2 separate regions of the Mus musculus genome follow, and region 1 is linked to region 2. Evidence: chromatin contacts called from public HiChIP or PLAC-seq data. All regions are on one chromosome and are shown on one strand. The core of a region is the stretch at or near the end of the contact, and the rest is flanking DNA. Distances in the headings are between cores, read along the strand shown.

Evidence for each region. HiChIP or PLAC-seq counts read pairs in DNA pulled down with a chosen protein or histone mark.
Region 1: an HNF4G HiChIP or PLAC-seq map of pancreatic cancer cells shows a contact between it and region 2. The contact joins the promoter of A430046D13Rik here to the enhancer-like site in region 2. A contact is called at or near these places in 2 of 39 promoter capture datasets (embryonic stem cells and hippocampal neurons), 4 of 115 datasets of contacts at active chromatin or transcription factors (embryonic forebrain, forebrain, pancreatic cancer cells and 1 more) and 1 of 9 other capture datasets (macrophages).

Annotation. Positions count from the first base shown.
Region 1 is chr10:128,496,081-128,501,785 of GRCm38.p6, forward strand. A430046D13Rik (Riken cDNA A430046D13 gene) reads left to right here and starts at 3,167. Exons shown (of 2, transcript NR_131151.1): 1 at 3,167-3,446. It overlaps Myl6b (myosin, light polypeptide 6B), which reads right to left and starts at 2,605. Exons shown (of 7, transcript NM_172259.1): 1 at 2,548-2,605; 2 at 1,121-1,337; 3 at 534-561; 4 at 173-316. The coding sequence starts at 1,291.
Region 2 is chr10:127,574,122-127,579,017 of GRCm38.p6, forward strand. Lrp1 (low density lipoprotein receptor-related protein 1) reads right to left here. Exons shown (of 89, transcript NM_008512.2): 21 at 4,411-4,593; 22 at 3,867-4,067; 23 at 2,689-2,934; 24 at 2,319-2,516; 25 at 1,163-1,367; 26 at 833-997; 27 at 146-390. Among named protein-coding and RNA genes, the nearest start is that of Gm16217, 20 kb to the right of the region's middle. Within about 2 kb of position 2,385, at least 44 of the 459 cell types and tissues checked have an H3K27ac peak or open chromatin away from gene starts, as enhancers often do. A contact at or near this core is called in pancreatic cancer cells, where this site is marked.

The sequences.
Region 1 (5,705 bases), core at 1,917-4,416, 920 kb after region 2:
GGATACTGAAATCCTATCTTGAAAGAAAGAGAGAGAGAGAGAGAAGAAAAAGAGGAAGAAGAGAAAGTTGCTGGCTAGAAATGTAGCTCAATGGCCCAGGCAGAACCCTGTATTCAACGTTCAACACCAAGAAGAAAACAGAAACCCCCACAAAACTCAAGGCTCCTCTCACCCTCGTTTTTGGGGTTCCCCAGGACCTTGAGCACCTCGGCGTTGGTAGGGTTCTGGCCCAGGGCCCTCATCAGGTCCCCACACTGGCTGTACAGGATCTTGCCATCACCTACTCGGTCAAACAGCTCAAAGGCCTCTCTGAATTCTGAGATGTAAGGAGAAGGCAGTGTGACCAAGGATCCCCATCACCAACAGAGAGAGGGAGGTTTGCTTCAGAAATTCATGTGCTAGAGCCAGGCATGGGAGGGAGGAGAACAGGACAAGTGTGGGAGGTTTCAAGGTCAGGACTGTCGTTAGAACAGAGAATCTGACCAGGAGTTTGGGGTTTGACAATGGGGCTTAGGAAATGGGCTTCTCCTCACCCTCCAGCTGGTCCTTGTTAAACTCGATCTGTAGGGGACAAAAAGGGCAGGTGAGGAGATGACAGGGCTTATTCAGTCCCTCTCTATCACAACCAACTGGCAGCCACTTCTGGGGAGGGACCCAAAGGGATGAAGGCGGGGAGCCGGGCCACTTCAGTCCTGTCCCCAGCTCTGGGCCTTGGGAGAATCCCAAGAGGAATTACAGGGGGAGGGTTTCTTGGGAACAGGGTTAATCCCATGCCACCTGTTCCCTTCCCTCCTGCTACCCCGAGTCCTGCATCCCTCACATAACTGGGGGCTGAACAAAGGCTAAATTTACCCCTGCCCCCAGCTGTGATTGTCTAACAAGCCTGCCCTCTTCAGTCTCCCCTCCTGGGGTTCAGAGATGTAGCCTTCTGAGTTGAACAGAAGAGCCAGAGGCAGACAGCACCCCTCTCCCTTCACTTCGGAAACTGGCCTGACCTGGGAGCCCCAACCTCATTCCAGCGTTCATTCATTCCCTATCCTTTCCACATATTCCCGGATACCCAAGGCTGCACCGCATCTCTGAACTATCCCTTCCAGATTCACACTTCCCCAGGACTCACCACCACTTTGGAGAGATCAACAGGGGGCTCCTGGGATTTTGCAGGTGCCTGGGGGGCAGCCGGCTCAGCCTTGGCCTTGGCTAGAGGGGTCCCTGGTGTAGACTTGGCAGCAGGCTTAGAGATGGAGGGCCCTGCTGGTTTCTTCACGGGAGCATCCTTCTTGGGAGGCATGATGTCAGGTGGCCAAAGAACAATGTGCTGATGGGGGCACCCATCTCTGTTTAAATAGGCAGGGAGTCTGGGATGTCAAGGGGCGGGGGCAGCAGCAGGGACAGGGAGCCAGTTGGCAAGGGTGAGGGGGAAGAGACTTATGCCTGTCTGCCCTCACTCCCCTGGCCTCCTATGGTTCAGGACTCCTGCCCCCAAAGTTTTCTTCCCTCTGATACCACTCTCCTACAGCTGAATAGAATGTTTTCTTTAAGGGTACAGAGAAGAAACACGAGACCTGTCAGAATAGGGATTGTTAACCTCCAGGGTGAAGATAGGATGTTTGCCAGTGATTCTGAGATAGGAGCTAAGGGGAGAAAGAAGAAAACTAAAGTAGAAAAACAAACAAAAACTTGCATTAGTTTTAGACCGTGGGAAAGCCCAAGCAAAGCAAGGGCTTGGGGTGGAGTCGGGGTAGAGGGGTGGGGGGCTGGTATCAGGTGGGAAGTTTTAAAATCTGTTCTGGAAACAGTAAAAGGTGAGAGGAGGCCTTTGCACTCCCTTCTGTCTTTTCCCGTATCCTTAGAACTTGTAATCCCTGGGCCCCCACCTACCCCCAACCTTAAACTATGCACAGTAACTCGAGCGTGTTATTACCCACTGACTTCTATACCTAATGTTGGTTTAGGGGTTCCAGTGTAGGCAAGGCTTAACATCTGTCACACATAATTCCAAAGAAGGAACATTTTTCAACAAGACAATGTTATTCAAATCAAACAAAAGGCTATAATGCCTAGTGAGCATGGAGGGAACACACACACACACACACACATGGAGGGGGCCCTGGGAGACAAAGAGCCCCCTAATAACCCAAAAGGTTACAGGACCTCCAAAGGAGTTCATAGGTATCCACACGGACACACCATTGGTCAGGATCACATCAAAAACCTTAGCTGAGCTTTGAGTCACAAACCTTGCTGGAAGCGCTGATGAAGGGAAAAGATGATGTTTGGGAGCTAGGAGGTTCTGGCTACTCTGTTCTTGGATAAAGAAGAATTACATGGCATTCTGAGAGACTGGTCATTCCACTTAGGCCCTGGAGTTCGCAGAGTAGCAGTGGGTCTCCCATTTGCAAAAGGGCGTCAGAATCTTTTTACTGCAAATTGTCCCATTTTTGGAAAATAAAGAATCCTTCCTAAACAAAACGCCCGTTTCCCTCACTTTCACTCACTCCTAAGCCCTAGAGAGGAAAAAGACCCTCCCAGCCCCTCAAAACTCACCTTGCCGGGTCCGAGGAAGGGGCAGGTGGGGGGCGGGACTCAGGGCAGCTCCTGTCCCTGAAGGGTTAAGTGCGGCTGCCGCAGAGCATGCTGGGAGTCGTAGTCCGCGAGCACCCGCAGGCTCACAGGAAACCTTTTCCCAGCCGTGAGAGTTGGTGGTGACTTCCGGCCCCTGGTGACAGTTGGTGACTCAGGTCCTGAGGCGTGCGCCGGTTCCGGAATTGAAAGGGCCTGAGCTGTCCCCACCCATGACCCTGCGGCTGCAGACCCACAGACGCCCGCAAGGCTAGGGGCGGGGCCGGCCCGGGCGGTGGGAGGGGCCGGGCGGTGGGCGGGGCGGCAGCGGGGGCTTCCTCAGGCTGTTAGCTGCGGAATGGTGTAACTTGGCAGAGTTTTGCGTTTTATTTATTTATTTATTTATTTATTTATTTATTTATTTATTTATTTCACATTTGATAGTGGTCGAAAGACTGACTGAAGTAGATGTTAAGATTTACAATTTAGCCTGGCCATCTGCTTCCACTCTCCTCCTTGTGGAGGCGTCTGCTGAGGCCGCCAATGCACCGCGGTCTCCCCCCCCCGAGATACCCAACAAATGCAACGCTGGGCTCTGCAGTCCTTCTTTACCTTTCCGACACCATTGCCCAGCCTGAGTATTTGCACTTTCTCCCTGGAGTTTAGCAAATGTCTGAGTGCAGAGAGGGAACCGGCCCACCGTCCCGAAACAGACGAATAAATAACTCTGGCGGCGCGCCTCATACTAGAGCTTGTGCAAGCAAGTGGACCAGAAATAGCTCAGGGTAGAAGACTCCCAGCGGCGCCATAGGAAGAATGAGGCACAAGCCAATTTTGTACCCTGAAACGGACATTCCCCGGCTGGAAAAAGCTTGAGTAAAAAGGTCTGTACGGGTGCAAGGGATGTAGCACAGTTGGTTGCACAAAGCTCTGGGTCCCAGCACTCAGGAGGTGGAGACAGGAAGAATCAGATGTCTTTGGGACGTAGGGACTTCGGGCCAGCCTGAGCTACATAAGATCCAGTTTCAGAGCAGAAAGGGAAGGGACGCCTGAGAGCTTGTCTTAAACTAGAAAGCAAGAACAAGAAAGCAGTCTTGGTGATAACACAAATGTAATCCCAAGTCGGGGGGTGAGGGGGGGGGGGGGACAAACGAGCCTGGGCTATACAGTGAGACTCAAAACAACAGTGAATAAGGGCTGAAGTTAGAGCTGGCTGGCAGAACAATTGTCTACAACCGTTCAGGTTCTGGGTTCAGTCTCCATCACCATTAAAAAGGATTCCCACCCCCCCTGGTTTGTTTGTTTGTTTGTTTGTTTTGTTTTTTGTTTTTTTGGTTTTTTGAGACAGGGTTTCTCTGTATAGCCATGGCTGTCCTGGAACTCACTTTGTAGACCAGGCTGGCCTCGAACTCAGAAATCCACCTGCCTCTGCCTCCCGAGTGCTGGGATTAAAGGTATGTGCCACCATGCCTGGCTGTGTTTTATCTTAATAGATATGTGGTCCGGTGTGACTTTTTTGTTTACGTTTTTCAATGGCCTCAGTCTGCTGCTGCACTGGCTAGCCTGCCCTGCCTCCCTGTTACTCTGTGTTCTAAGGTTCTTGGGGTCTAACCCAGAGCTTTCTGCATGCCAGGCAAGCGCTCTACCCTCGTAGCCCTGAAAGGAAAGAAGTGGTGATAATCACACAGCAGTGTATCACTTCAGAAACTTGAATAATTGTGGGTTCACCCTATACAACTAGATTTTGTGTTTGTTTTATTTTTATTTTGAGACAAGGTTTCTCTGCATAGGCTTGGCTGTTGACTTTTGTCTTTTTTATCTATTTTATTGAGAGTTCTTATACTATTCTCTCCCTTCTAACCCTCCCCCCCGCCCCAATACAACATGAGGTAGGAGAGAAAGGCTACAGAGGAAAGAGGACGAAGACCTCCACAGGCTTCTTCCTTGGTTAGGTTGTGGTGTTCCCAGGGGCAAGTCAGCATCCCAGCAACAGCAAGGGGAGCAGCTGCCGTAGGCCTTCTAGGGGCCCTTGTATTAATATCCTCTCCAGAGTCTCTAGAATTAAACTATCTGCAGATGGCAAAACCATGCCCCTCTTGGAGCACAAGACAATCATAGTGGCTGAGGACAAACTGAAGAAGCCCCATATCCCACACTTGGGCTTAAAACAAAAGCACATAACATGAGGGGGTTTTAAAGAAACCAGAACTCTCAGTACACCCACCTGTCCTGGGCTCGCTCTGTAGACCAGGCTGGCCTCAAATTCCCTCAGAGAACCAGGCCAGCCACAAACTTAGAGACCTGCCTGCCTCTGCCTCCCGAGTGTGGGGATTAAAGGCGTGCGCCACCACTGCCCAGCTGGACATTAACTTTCTTTTTCTTTTTTTTTCTTAAGATTTATTTATTTATTTATTATATGTGAGTACACTGTCACTGTCTTCAGACACTCCAGAAGAGGGAGTCAGATCCCATTACAGATGGTTGTGAGCCACCATATGGTTGCTGGGATTTGAACTCAGGACCTTTGGAAGAGCAGTCAGTGCCCTTAACCACTGAGCCATCTCAGCAGCTCGGACATTAACTTTCTAAGTCAACAGAAAAAAAAAAATTGATAGCAAAGATAAGTGTGCTGGCCAGGCTTTTTTTTTTTTAATTCTTTCATATACTATATCTCAGCCTCAGTTTCCCCTCTCTCCCCTTCCCCTGTCCCTCCCCCACCACCTCCCCTCTCCCCCAGATTTACTCCCCTCCAGCTTCCCTCAGAAAAGAGCAGGCCTCCCAGGGACATCGATCAAATACGGCATATTTAAATAGGCACATCCATCGCACCACATCAAGGTTGGACGAGGCAATTCAGTAAGGGAAATGGTCCCATAAGCAGGCAAAAGAATCGGGGACAGCCCCCACTCCCATGGTTAGGATTCCCACAGAACCACCAAGCTACTCAGACATAACACAGAAGCTCTGGCTAGTTTTTATGTCAACTTGACAGGAGCCAGAGTCATCTGAAAGGAGGGAACTGCAACTGAGAAAATGCCTGTCATAAGGTAAGTAGGCAAGCCTGTAGGATATTTTCTTTGTTTTTTTTTTTTATTAATGTATTCACTTTACATCCCAATATCCGCCCCTCCCCCACATCCCCT
Region 2 (4,896 bases), core at 1,135-3,634:
GCAAGAGCATCCTGGGATGTGTTGATCCCTCCCTGGCCCTTCTCACCCAGGTCTCATCCCCTCCTCACACCCCATTATCCCAGCACCTCCCCCACGCCCATCCAAGGGCTGGTGGCTCCTCTTCAGTCGCCTGAAGGCCCCTTACCCATGGGCTGCCGGGAAGGGTGATACACCTGCAGGTCGAAGGGCTGGGTGTTGGTCCTCTGTACCACGGTGACGTTGTGGCCAGTCCACTTGTTGGCCTTAGCCAGTGTATTTGTTCGCCAGTCGGTCCAGTACACCTCCCCACCGTACAGTGTCACGGCAAATGGGTGTGACAGGAACTCGTGTCCCCGAAGCACCTCCATGTGGCCGGAGCCGTCATACCGGGCTGAATAGATGGCATCTGACCTGAGGGTGTAATGGAGGGGTCAGTGGGGGTCTCAGCAAGGTGCCCTGCCAGGTGCCCACCTTCCCTCATCCTCACAACTCAACACACCAGGGAACTCCCCTTCCCAAGTCCTGCCTGGGACTGAAGAGAGAAAGCAAGGTTGCATGGGTTGGGATCCTAGCCTTATGCCCTCCCCAAGGGAATCTTCTAGATTTCCTTCCCAGGGCTACAGTTGGCGTTTGGAGCTCCAGGGTGAGTTAGGAAAAGGCACCTTCTCTTTGCCCTGGGCAGGCAGAGCCCTCAGCAGAGGACACGGGGTATGAGAAGAGCGGAGGGTAGATGGATGACTGCAGGTTACAACCCTGCTCCTTCTCATCTGTCAGTTCCCCTCCCCCCATCCTCCTCTTGGCTTCATCTTTCTTCATGCTGGTCCTGTCCCTCCCCTGCCCGGATGCTGCTGACCTAGCATCAATCCAGAGGATGCGCTTCTCCAGGTAATCCACGGTGAGCCCGTTGGGCCAGCCCCCAGAGCCTGTCTCCCGGTGGATGGTTCGGCGGCCAGCCCCACTCATGGACGCAGCCTCGATTCGTGGCAGGCTGGCATCCCAGTCTGTCCAAAACAGAATCCTAGGGAGGGAGGGAGGAAGGGAGGAGGGCCAAAGATGGGGTGGTCACACAACAGATAAGCTGGGGGAGTCAACAGTACCAAGAAGACAGGTGTCCCTGGCCAGGCTGAACACAGAGCTACGGAGCGGGGGTGGGTAGGGGGTGGGGGTGGGGCAGAGTCCTTACCCATCCCGAGGGTCCAGAGCGATGGCCCTCGGGTGCTCAATGTCACCCGCCAGCAGAGTGGTTCGGAGGGTTCCGTCCAGCTTGGCCACTTCGATCTGGTCCAGGTTGCTCTCCACCCAGTAGATGTTGCCTGCAATCCAATCTACAGCCAGGCCCTCTGGTGTGGCCAAGCCATACTGAATCACCACCTCAAAGCTGGTCAGGGCTAGGAAGAGAAGGTTGCAGGTGGTTAGAGACTCCTGGGCCGGGGCTTGGCGAAGGCATGGATCTCAGGGTCCCTCAATGATCCACCTTCACCCTGACACCTCTGCCCAGAGAGCTGAAGGGCCTGGCTCCCACTCTCCTCTCCCAGGCCTCTTTCCTCCTGGGAGGTAGGTGGGAAAGGGGGCTCTTGGAGGAGGGGGTGAGGTCAGCCACTTTGAGTATGTACTGTTCTGAGGTGGGGTAACCTGGGCAAGGAGGTCAGGGCTGATGGAAGCTTCTGGGAACATGTTTGGACATACTATAAGGATGATGGAACGTGCTAGAAACTACCCATTGAATGTCCTGAAGACACTCTACACTAATGTGTCCGTGTGTCTTATTATTTTAGAAACTGTCATGTGACGACAGCTCAGTTTACGTAACTATTCTCCTGAGGACGGACATTTGAGATGTTTCCAAGTTTCTTTTATAATAAACAACACAAACTCCTCTATTAAAACATGTCTCTTGCTTGCCTCTGCTCAGGGACCCTCCCTGACACACAACTTAAAACTATCTGTCTTGATCACTGCTGTATCCAGCGCAATAGATGCTTAATACTGAGCCTGTGTAGCTCAGGCTACCCCGAGACAGAGGTGGTCCATCCCTACATGGCATTTTCCTTCTAAGCCCAAAATTCCAAGACTGGGGAACCAGGCTTCAGGCCGTTCCAAAGAAAGGGTGATCATTTTGTTAATTATCAGGCAGCAGCAATGCTTACGATAATTACGGGGCATCAGGCTCTGAGACCCACAGCAAAATCCAACCCAATTAACTGGGGGAGGGGGGGCACACGGGGGATGGGCAGCCGAAGCCTCAGCTCCGGGGCCACCTGAATCTGGGCCCGTGACCCTGAGTACCCAAGTGCCATCTGTGTACAATCCTGGCAACTCTCCCAGGCCCAAAGAGTCACCTCCGTTGTCCAGGAGTTTCCCACGGTAGATCTTGTCCTCTACCACGTCGGTCCAGTAGAGGGCACTCTGGCTGAGGTGGAAGTCCAGGGCAATAGTGTTGCGCAGGCCAGGCACTAGGACGCTGTAGTCCCCCTTGTGAAGGTCAATGCGCCTGATCTCGTGGCGGTTGGAGAAGATGATGAACGGTTTGAAGGGATCTGGAGGGAGGCAAGTGTTCAGGTCAGCGAAGGGCTTAGAGCCACTCACTGTGCCACCCTGTCCTGGGATATACATACAGCGTCCCTGCTAGCCCTGGCCTTCAGCCCACTGTAGCTCAGGCGCGTGACCAGGCCTGCTTGGCTGGCTCACCTTGACCCCACTGCGTCTTACCCAGACTGCGGCAGCTTTCCCCGTCAGGCTCCAAGACCCAGCCCTCGTAGCAGGAGCACTTCACACTGAACTTGTTCTGGTCACACTTCTGGCTGCATTTGAGGTGCTTGGCACAGTAGCTCTGGATCTGGCAGGTGTGGTTGTCAGAGCCCAGCTCCATGCCCAGAGGGCAAGAGCACACGATGCCTTCACCAGGGGCCACTGAGCAGTTGTGACTACAGCCACCATTATTCAGAGAACACTGGTCTGGGGGACAGGAAAGAGATAGGGTCAAGATCTGGGAGGAAGCAGGACATGGCCCTGCCAGGCCTTCACATTTTTTTTTATCCTGTTCTGAGCCCCGGAGCCCTAACCACAGCTCAGCCCTGCTGAGCCTCTGTCTCCTTCCCAGTCTCTCTTAGGATCAGGATTGGGACACTAGAACCTGACACCCAGGACCATCATCCTTTTTCCTTACCCCTGTGTGCTCTCGATGCCCTCACGTCGATGGCTGGGACCTGGGCATTTTGCCTCCTCTTTGGGAGGATACTCAGGTCAAGGCCCTTTCTTTGATCCCTCCCGATTCACGTGTGACACAGGGCAGGGTGCAGAGGGGAATGCCCTGACCTTCCCAACACGCCCCACGGTGGCAATTTCTGGGCCAGCCTCAGATGGCTGTACCCTTCACTCCTCTTTCCCAGAAGTCAGATGACTTGTTTGTTCTGGGACGGTGTGGTTTGCTCAGATCTCCTCGACCCTCCTCACTCATTCTGCACACGTTGCCCATTTCCGGGAACCCAGTTAAATTCCCTCCTCCAGAAGTCAGCTCAAATCATGCCTCAACCCTGTGCCTCACCCCCAGCCTGGCCTCCCTTTTCAGTGGTCTGACTGAGGGTGTCTGACCCAGGTCAGGAGTCTTAACGGCTCCCTCCCTGCCCTGCCTTCAGAGTGGGATGGCCCTGGATTAGTTTATTTAAGGGCTCTGTGCTTCTTCTTCCTCAGTTGGTGGCAGACAGTGGCTGTCTACCTGGGCCACTTTGTAAAGTAATTGTTACAGGAGTTGTCACCTCAGGCAGGGCCAAGGCAAGTCCTAGGTCAGTGCCTCCTCTGCCCCAGATCATTTCCTATAGTCCTACCCTGGACAAGACCTCCCCTCTCCCCACTGCTGGGCAACCCCAGGCCCTGCATGGGCGCCTCACCACAGAGCTCGCCCTCATCCGAGCCGTCTCCACAGTCATCCTTGCCGTCGCACAGCTTGTCAGGAGGCAGGCAGACAGAGGTGTTGTTGGCGCAGGGATGGGAGGGTGGCCTGCAGGCCAGGGCCTCACAGTTCTCCTCGTCGGAGTTATCTTCACAGTCGCTGTCGCCATCACACACCCACGCCTTGCTGATGCACCGGGCTGAGGGACCAGGATGGGGACAGAATGAGGAACCAGGCCTGGAGAGTGGAACTCACTGTGCCCTGCCCAGACCCAGCTAAGAATGTCTTCACTGAAGTGCTTAGGAGCCCACTGTAAACCTTGAAACCTTTTCTGTCAAACCCACACAGCTAACGAAGAAGGTGCAGAACCTGCAGAAGGTGCCGGTGCTCGATTCTGGCCAGGGTTTGGGTTCCCGGGGTCTTTCATACAGACTCTGGCTCTTTCTTGCCCTTTCCTCTACATAACACCAAGCCACTGTTACATCCTCAAGATGGCCTCCTCCTACTCATGAAGCTCCCCGCCCTGCTCTGCCCCCTCTCACCGGAGTCCTTGCAGCCAAACTTGACATTCGGGTCACAAACATGGGTCACGCCCTCACAGCTCTTCTCATCGCTGGAATCCATGCAGTCGGTGTCCCCGTCGCAGCGCCACCTCAGGGGGATGCACAGGCCATCTAGGCGGCACTGGAACTCATCCGAGTGGCAGCCACCAGGAGGTCTTGTAGCTGGAGGACAAGGGCGGGGGGTGGGGTGTGCATCAGGAGGGAGAGGCACCCTGGACAGATCTCTGCCACTACCTCTGCTTAGCCTAGATGCTGAGCCAAGTAAGGATGCCCTGGGTGTCCCATGAGCCTGCCGATAGCCAGAAAGCTCTAACTCATCGAGAGACTCAGATGTTGTATCTTCAAGGACCCGGGTGACCCTCTTATCTAACGCCCCTCCTCTAAGCTTATGAGAGTAACTAGCTACATATTCCATCTGTCAGGGCAGAACTCAAATACATCAACCTAACCGTGTTTCCCTCACTC